Linked DNA regions of Mustela erminea: region 1 is linked to region 2. Evidence: chromatin contacts called from public Hi-C data. All regions are on one chromosome and are shown on one strand. The core of a region is the stretch at or near the end of the contact, and the rest is flanking DNA. Distances in the headings are between cores, read along the strand shown.

Region 1 (4,509 bases), core at 952-3,451, 280 kb before region 2:
ACATTTTTTTTCTCCCTTTGAATTTAATTTCCTGTCCCTCCCCCCCCCCAATTTCTTGTTATGGATGAAAGTTGATTCTCTGGCTTTGTTTTTCTTTTTCTTTTTCTTTTTTTTTCATTTTTTTTTAATTGGCTTTGGTTTCTAATACATAATTTTAAGATTAGAAATTCTCCTTTAGGGGCACCTGGGTGGCTCAGTGGGTTGGGGCTTTTGCCTTCTGCTTGGGTCATGATCCCGGGGTCCTGGGATTGAGCCCTGTGTGGGGCTCTCTGCTCAGCAGGGAGCCTGCTTCCCCTTCTCTCTCAGCCTGCCTCTCTACTTGTATGTGCACTCTCTCTCTGTCAAATAAATAAACAAAATCTTTTTTAAAAATCCCCTCTAGTTATATTTTTAGTTATAACCCACAAGGTCTAATATATGGTATTTTTAGTAATATTTAGACCAAAATCTGTATTTCAGTTTTTTAATTTGTTTTGATTTTTCTTTGTTGAGATGTGCTCTGTGGCCAAAAATATGGTCTAGTTTTGTTACCATCTGATTTTGTTACTGTTCCCTGTGTACTTGAATATGTATCCTAAAATTGTATTGGGTGCCATAATCTATGAATGTCAATCAGGTCAAGTTCCTTAATATATTCAAGTCATTTCCATCCTTACCTAGTTATGTGTGGGTATGCTGCGCATACGTTAGATATCCAGGAAAATGGTGCAGTAAGCTAAAGAGGTCAGAGGTTCAAGATCTTGAAAACACAGCATTTAATGCCAAACATTTCAGGGGTGTGAAGCCACAAGAAAAACATTTTACATGTGGGGAGGAGGCATCTCTTCCCTGATTTAATTAGCACTCTTCTCCACTTTGCTCGTATCAGTCATTCATTCACCATGACCAATGACTGGATCTTGAGTTGCCTTACTTGTTGTTACCTCTTGTCTTTCTTTTGGACTAGACTTCAAAATCTCCATGAGGACTGGAACCACGTGTGTCTTCTTGACGCTATATCCCTCCTGCCGGTTACAGAGAAGATACCGGATATTTGTGGCATAAATGACTAGTGCATTTTCTCGAAATGTAAACTTGATAATTTGAGGAGAAAACCAATTAAAATCATAGCCAATTTAACACATTTTCTTAGTATATCACATGAATATTTACAAAGAACAATGCAAATTTGGATCGATTTAAAATATAAAATGGAACACTTCAAGTAAATTTGCCCTTGACACTGGTGACGCAGGGTTGATTTATGCATGCCACGTGGTGGTGAATGGGAAAATAAATGTTTGTCAAACTTGTCATCAGTGGTATTTCAGTAAAAAAACTGAAAAGCAGTGATATGAAGGATTGTCAGGTGAAGTACAAGCAGAGGAAATTTTGGCAGGGAGTGAGGATTGGTGAACTAAGTTGATAGGGTACGAGTAGGATTGGGGTCTTGAGATAGATAGGGTAGAATTAGATAGTTGGCTTTATAAAGCTTTTTATGATTTTTGATTGCATTTTTGTTCTCCGTTCATATTCAGCGGAATTCCATTCTGTTTCGTTTGGGCGGAAGAAACCCTAGAGAGGAAACCAGCTTTTTCCGCAGGGGTTGATGCGCCACACGCATCCCTCCCCAGGGATGTGGCCGACGACAGCACTAGTCAGTGAAGGGGCCCCAAAGGGAAGAAGAAGCCAGGGGGCAGCCTTGAGGACCGGGAGAGCGGCAGGACCTCGGGAAGTGTTTAGCGTTTGGGTAAGCCTGGGGATTCCTTCCTTCAGAGTTTAGGGACTCCAGTCCGGGATGCGCGAAGGCAGCGGCTGCAACCCTCATCCCAACACCCAGATCTGTATGGAGCAGATACACTGGCATCGACCGCACACACCGCCTCCGAGCCAGGACGCCCGGGGACATTAAAAAGCAACAGCAACAGCGCGTGGAGCGTGCCTGTTGGCCTCGGGGACAGTGCCCCCCACGCGACTGCCGTCGCTCCACCACTTCCGGCCCTCTCGTACCTCCACGCAAAGACCCAGGAGGGTTCTTGGGCCAGGTTGCCGCTGGGCCACGCTCTGCGGGCTCGCGTCCTGGCGCCAACCCGCAAGAACGCGCCAGGAGGACACGGGCACCCCGCCCAACCGGCGGCGCGCGGGGGCGGTGGGCGCGGACACCCGAGGGGCAGGGCCTGCGCGCTGGACCTCCCTCCAGGCGGTGCGCGGAAGGGGCGGGCGTGGGCACGCGAGGGGCGGGGCCTGCGCGCCCGACCTGGGCACCCCTCCCTTCAGGCGGTGCGCGGAAGGGGCGGGCGTGGGCACGCGAGGGGCGGGGCCTGCGTGCCGGACCCGGGCACAGCGCCCTCCCCGCGGCGCGCGGGCGCGGTGGGCGTGGGCCCGCGAGGGGCGGGGCCTGTGCGCGGGGCCGCGCGCCCTCAGTCCCGGCGGCGCGCGGGAAGTAGCCGCAGGCGGCGTCTCCCGGTGGGGTGAGGAAGAATAGGGAGTCGCGGGGCGCGGTGGTGGCCGCCGCTGTGCAGGCGAGTAGCGGGCGCCGGGGCGGGAGCGGCGGCGGGGCAGCGGGGCTTGGGGCCGGCGGGCGCTTTTCTCCCTCTGTGGTGAGAGTCCGCGCAGCCCTCTGCTTTGCTTCACAGTTTCCTTCTGACCAGAACACCTGTTTCTGGGGGAAAAAACCTCAGAACAGAAGCAGGCGGCCGAGAAGTCCTGCGCGAGCCTCAGCCGGACCCGCGGAACCCATGCTGACGCTTGCGGTTTGGGTTTTTGTGTTGGCCGGCGTCTTGGCCAGAAGCGGGTTTGGGTAAGAGCACCTCGGACCGGCCGCTGTGAGCCGGTTGTCCGGCCGTGAACGGAAGAGGGGAAAGGACTCTGTCAGGGCAGGAGAGGAGGCCCTTGAACGCTCGGAAGAGCGTGTTGGCCGGACACGGAGCCGAGTAACTGCCTTTTCTGTCTCCCTGATCCCGGCCCGCCTCGCTCGCGCGTCCGCTGTGCCGAACCTGAAGTCACGCTTAGGCGGCGGAGTCACGGGCACCTGGTCTGTGGTCATTTGCTCCTCGCGGTGCTTTTATCTCTTTAACAAGGACCTGCTCCTAAACCTCTTCGTCCTTTAACACCCCCTCGCCCAGACGTCCCCTGCGAGGTCCCAGCCGTCCCTTTATTTAAGAACGAAACAAAAAGCAGCACTCTGTTTGAATGGAAGCCTTGCTCCGCAGCGTCAGGTTCCACTCGCGTTTCCTCCTGCGCCCTCTCCTCGCAGGCTGCCTCCACCACCCTGTGCAGGTGTTCACCTTACTACACCACGCGGGTGGTTGCTCCCTCGTCTTCCATGTTTTTTTTTCTTCAGTTGGCTTCCAGGCCGCCACATTCTCCCGCATTTCCTTCCTTCTCCCCGGCCCCTCCTCCTGCGTCTCTAGGTTTCTGTTTCTTTTCCCAGCCGCTGAAGTTTCCCGGGCGAGCGGCAGCGCCCCGTGCTTGGACATAGCCTCTTTCTAGCCATACTTTGTCCCAAAGCAGTTTCCATCCCAGATCCTCTCTCATGACTGTAAATAACATCCATAAGCTGGTGCCTCCCAGTGTTTCGCTTTCCTTCTGTCCCGAGTTCCAGATGCATATTTCTAGCTGTTTCCTCAACAGCTCTGCTTAGAAGTCTGATGGGTATTCGAATTTAGGATGTCCAGACAGAATCTGGGGGGTACCACACGCACCCAGTCCGCCCTTCTGTTTCTCCCTCATTGACCTTCCTTACCACACTCGAGGTTCCTGCGGTCCTCTTAGCTCAGACCCAACATCCAAGCAGCCAGCCAATTCTGCTAGCTCTGCCTTGAAGAAATATCTCCAATCTGACCACATCTCAGCCGGTCTCCAACAAAAACCACAGTAACCTCTTACCTAGATGACTGTTAAGTCTCTGATTTGGTCTTCCTGCTTCTGCTCTCCTTCCTCTATGGTCTCTGTCCAAACAGCAGTGATTTTTTTTTTTAATTTTATTTATTTATTTGACAGAGAGAGAGAGAGAGAGAGAGAGATCACAAGTCAGCAGAGAGGCAGGCAGAGAGAGGGGAAAGCAGGCTCCCTGCTGAGCAGAGAGCCCAATGTGGGGCTCCATCCCAGGATCCTGAGATGATGACCTGAGCCAAAGGCAGAGGCCTAACCCACTGAGCCACCCAGGAGCCCCAGACAGCAGTGATTTTTAAAAAAATATCATCAGAACTTTCACTTCCCTTCAAAACTTTCTGGTAGCTTCTGATCAAAATCATGAAAACCGGACTCTTGCGTTGACTTCAAAGCCCTGTGTGGTCAAACTTCCAAAAACTTTTCTGATCTTGGCTCTCCCCTTGGTCCTTGCTTACTCCGCTAGTAACCTTGACCTCACTGCTGTTCTTTTTGCCTGCAGTGGGCCTGGGCTGCACCCTCACAGGCTGCCGACCTTCACTCACCTCGCTTCCCTGTTGAAATGCTATCTGGGATTACTGCCTTTTTGCTATTTTAACAGCCCTTTGCTCCTGACCTTTGGTGCCCGTTGTTGTTAGA
Region 2 (4,938 bases), core at 1,579-4,078:
TTAATGGACATATTAGGAAGTAATTTGGAAGTACCCAATTGTTGCAAGAAAATGCAAAGAAGTACTCTGTTGGTAGTGTAAGGAGCCAAGATTTTCAGTGCAAGAGAGAAGAAATGTAAATACAAAAGAGGTTAAGGAAAGACAAACCTATGATATTAAACTAGAGTTGATACAAAATGTAAGAAATGAAACCATATTTTGTAGCTCTGATCTCTGAAAGGGGTCTGGACGTGAGGACCCAGGCAGCTGCCTGATCTCATTGCAGAGTTCTGCTCTGGTTTTCTGTTTGTGAGATTCTTAATCACTTCTTGGAATTTTCCATCGTAATAAACCATTGAAAGCCTTAAACAGCAGGCATCTCACTCGTGCCTGCCTTTCCTTAGAGGATCCATTTTGGTTTTGACCCATGCAGAGACCACTGAACTGAAGTTGTTGATTGATTTCCCCTGAGGCTGCCAGATTTTTCTAGACTCACAGTTACAGGAGCTCAGGCGGTGCTATAGCAACAGACCTCATTTTGGACAAAATGCATATATAAATTAGAAAGGTTTTACCTTCGCAATACACCCAAGCTGCCTACTTCCTCCTACTTAATGGGGAGAGGAGAGCAAGCCTTCTTCTCTCTCCACATCTACCGATGACCTTGTGCTGCAACTCTCCAGTCAGGAATAGCCCACGCTCCTATCAAAGACTGACCTTTTCCCTTGTGTCCCGGACCCCAGGGCATGGACGCCCTCCGCTGTTCCTCCCCTTGGAACATGACCCAGCAAAGATCCCACATCTTCTAGCAACCAGCTCCTTTGTCTGATCACCTGTATCGCAAAATCATGGAAACCCCTATCATTTCTGTTCTTCACCTTCAGTATCTCCTTCCTCAGCTCTCTCCTGAGGCTTTGGTCCTCCTCACCAAACAGGGACACCGCTTCCCTGTTACCAAACCCAAGCAGCACTTCTGTTTTCACCTGACTGAGCCTCCCAATGGCAAACCCTACCAGGTCTGTGATCATTCTCTCCTCAAAATACTTTTTGTAAGTGGAAACACTTTCCCATGGACTTCTGGTTTTCTTCCCTTCTCTGGGACCCCTCCTTCTGAGTCTCCCTCCTCCTCCTCCTGTTCTTAGACTTCAGTTTATCCCGCCTGTGTGAGCGCATTCAGAGTTATGTAAAATATTTTCTACATGCAGGGGCACCTGTGTGATTCAGTTGGTAAATCATCCGATTCGATTTGGGCTGGGGTCATGATCTCAGCATTATGAGATGCAGCCCCAGGTAGGGTGGGGAGTCTGCTTCACCCTCTGCCCCTCCCTGCACTTGCAAATAAAATATTTTCTACAAGCAGATGAAGACCAGAATCACATCTTTATCTCTAGTCTCTCTCTCTGAGCTCCAGAAGCACGTATCCAGCGGCCTGTTGAACGTCTCTACGCAGATGGTCTCCACAGTCAGAAGCCTAGGTTTGTATCCTTCTCTGTGAAAAGAGATAATAGCAGGACCTGCTTCACTGGGTTCCTTAGAACAGTGAGAGCACAAAGGAAGTGCTCAGTAAATACCCGTGTGTTTACTTGTTTAAATTCCCTAACCTTAGAAGGAACCTCGTGTGTGTGTGTGTGTGTGTGTGTGTGTGTGTGTGTGTCCGCGCGTGCGCACTCGTGTCTAACTCTACAGTGACTTCTAAAGACGTAGAACAGTGCCTGGTATCTAGTAGGAGCTGGATATTGATTGAATGAGTGAAGGGATGAATGAATGAATCTATTTCTTTATACGGGAGGAAAAGACGGTGCGTCCGAGAACCAGGCGAATTGCCGCTGGTTGCCTGTGCTTTAATTGCAGCGGTAATCTATGGCTTTTTTCCAACCACCCCCGCCCCCACCCCCGTCACTGTATCTTTGACATAGCTCTTCTTATTGACCAAGTGTGGCATTTCTGCCCCTGGTATCTGACAGTATGGGCCATGCCCTCTTTCGAGTCTTTGAAAGTGTTAGTTAATAGTTACTCGTTCAAGCCCTTAAATAAATCCTTTTTTCATTTACACCCAGTTTCGCCAGCGCTTAGTAGAAACCTAGAAAGAAGTTCTGTTACGTAAAGTATCTTTAGGCATCTATAGATAGAGCTGTATGCATATATGAGACAAGGAAGTTTGACAGTAAGAGGTGGGTGGGGGACCGGAGCTCAATGAGGGGATTAGAAAGATTTTGCTGCATAAGAGTAGACAAGTGCACGGAAAAAGTTGACACAAACCTGCAACAGCGCAGGGAGGCTCTGCGGATCGCCGCCCCCCTGCACGCAGTCCCCGCCTAGCCTCGAATCCGCCCAACCCCGCCCCCGGGGCCCACGCCCCGCCCCCGCTCCGGCGGCTCGGGCTTCAGTCCGGCCCCGCCCCGCATCCAGCCTTGACGCCGTCCCACACTGCTCCCAGGCGTGGCTCTGGCAGGCACTCCGGCCCCGCCCCACGTCTTGGCCCCGCCCCACGTCTTGGCCCCGCCCCTCGACCCACCCTACTCTCGCCCCTGCTCCACGTCTGGACCCCGCCTGCGCCCCCGCCCCGCTCTGAACCGCGGACTGACTCCTTCCTCCAGCCCCGCCCGGCACTCTAGCCCCGCCTAGCATCCCCGCTGAGCCCCGCCTTGCCGCCCGACCCCGCCCCATACTCCGCCCCTGCCCCGCCCCACAACTTGGCCCTGCCCCTCTCTGCCCCCGCCCACACAACTTGTGCCCCACCCTGCGCACAGACCCTGGCCCACATCTCTTCCCCGCCCGCGCTCCCGCTCCGCCCCGAGCCCCGGCCCCGCCCCCGCTCCTGCCCCGCCCAGCATCCGACCCCGCCCTGCATCCCGGCAGAGCCCCGCCTTACCCGCCCTCAACTCCGGCTGGGCGGTGCCCGGCAACCTGTCAGAGCCCCGCCCCGCGCCCCGGCCCCGCCCCGCGCCCCGGCCCCGCCCTACGCTTTGGCTCCGCTGTGCTCTGCGTCCCGCGGAGCCCCACGGTGCCCGGAACGGTCTGCAGGACCAGGAGCTCCCGAGGCCGGAACCCCCTGGCCCCGGGTGGCCGCTGCGGCCCGAGCGGCTGGGCGAGGAAAGATGGCCGCCCTGACGACGGTCGTGGTGGCGGCGGCGGCCACCGCGGTAGCCGGGGCTGTGGCGGGGGCGGGCGCGGCCACCGGGAGCGGAGTGGGAGCAGCGCAGGTGCCGCAACAGGTAAATCCGGGAGGGCCCGAAGCCGCTGGAGGCGGGCGGAGGCCCGAGGGGGAGGTGGGTGCCGGGTGCAGGACCGGGTCCCGGCCCTCGCCGAACAGGTGTCCTCTGCAGCGCGGTTCCGGAGGCGGGAGGCGCGGCGTTAGCCTCCCTTTGCTCGCGGCCTGGCCCACGCCGGGCGCTGTGCTTTGTTGGCTTGTGCTTTCCGCTGCCTTTGCAAAGCCACCTCCATGTGGTTTTGGAATCGAGGGAAGATCTGGGTGGAAGCCCTGGCTCTGCCGCTTCCTAGCCTCGCGATGCGAGCATACCCTCTCCCCGACTCAGTGCCTTCTCCAAAAACTGGGTCTGGTAACGGCACCTTACCCAGCTGTGGTCCTCACGTCTGGGAAGGCCCTGGCACAGAGCGTGGTTGGAGACACTTTCGGTGCCCGGCAATGGGTGGCTGCTTTGTTATTGCCCCTGCGCTGGGGAACACAAGGAGGAATAAATACGGGGTGGTCCGAGGCAGATGTGTTTCCAAAGATCTGCCTCGACCCCTTTCTCTGGCAGCGTGGACCACAGGATCCTCAGGAATGGCCGGATCCTGTTGTTTAAGCCGAAGACCTTCCCTGTTCCCATTGTCTCACAGCCCACACCCAAAGCATGGGGAATTCCTCCGTGTTCTATGTAGAACCCAGAATAAGCCGGGAATCCCACTCTTAACACCCCCAGTGCCCCTGTTTTGTCCACATCATCATACCTTCCTGCCGGAAATACTTTCCTAGTTGGTTTCTGTTCCAACACTCTTGCCTTCCGAAAGGATTCCCAACAGCCAGGGCGATTCAGTCCAGCAGTGACACTCTTTCTGCTCTGAACCCTCATAGTCAAAGCCAGTGTCCTTACCATGGTCTGCAGGGCCTGTGTGCTACCTCCACCATCTCCCTGTTGGCTCTTCTCCAGGCCCTGGCTCTAAGTCGGCTGCAGTTATAGCCCCCTCCTGGTTGACCCTCAGACATGCCTGGTTCTCTCCTACCCTATAAGCTTTGTAATTGCTGTTCCCTCTGCTTGAAATGCTCTTCCCTCTTGGTTCTACGGCTTACTCCGTTTCTTTCATTTATCTTTGTTCCAATGCCATCAGCTCAGTGATTCTTCTCATGACCTCCCTAAACTGAATCCCCTTACTCAGCCCACTGTATCCCCTTTTCTGGTTTTATTTTGCTCCATAGCACTTACTACTGTATGCTGTATTACATATTTTCATCTTTCCCCACACCTCCACCCCCCTCATAGGAACGTAAGTTGTATGAAGGCAGAAACTTTGGAAGTCTTATTCACTATTGTATTCCCAGTTCCACTTTTGAGTTTAGTCCTGGAACATAGTAGGCACTCACTAAATATTTAAGCATCAATCCAAACCTGAAGGAAGGCCATTGGGAGCTGAGGATAGCCTCCATCTTTTTCTTCCTCTAAAGGAATATAGCAATTTTCTGTCTTTACTTATATGAGCTCAGGAAATTCCATCTCAGGCAAACGTTTTCACACATCCTCTGTAATTCTTTTTATTATTCTAACTCTGGCCCAAATGTCTCAGGGGGAGAAAAAAGAAAGTAAAATATATAAAAATAGATAATGCATAAAATATTTTAAAAATAATTTTTTACATTTTGTTTGATGTATGATCCTAGTGGTTTAGCCATCTTTCTGGCTTTCTCCCTGAAACCTTTCTGGCTTACTCTAGTTCAAATCGATTTGTTCTCTAAATTCTTAT

Evidence for each region. Hi-C and Micro-C count contacts between places; a contact is called where the count stands out from the background.
Region 1: a contact with region 2 is called in a Hi-C map of spleen, with 6 times the contacts expected there. The contact joins the enhancer-like site here to the promoter of CCDC112 in region 2. A contact is called at or near these places in 3 of 3 Hi-C or Micro-C datasets (fibroblasts, skeletal muscle and spleen).

The regions. Positions count from the first base shown.
Region 1 is chr3:17,810,218-17,814,726 of mMusErm1.Pri, reverse strand. All of the region lies in intron 3 of LOC116587166, which reads left to right. Among named protein-coding and RNA genes, the nearest start is that of FEM1C, 48 kb to the right of the region's middle. Within about 2 kb of position 2,201, the one cell type or tissue checked has open chromatin away from gene starts, as enhancers often do. A contact at or near this core is called in fibroblasts, where this site is marked.
Region 2 is chr3:17,528,721-17,533,658 of mMusErm1.Pri, reverse strand. CCDC112 (coiled-coil domain-containing protein 112) reads left to right here and starts at 2,828. Exons shown (of 9, transcript XM_032335392.1): 1 at 2,828-3,194. The coding sequence starts at 3,078.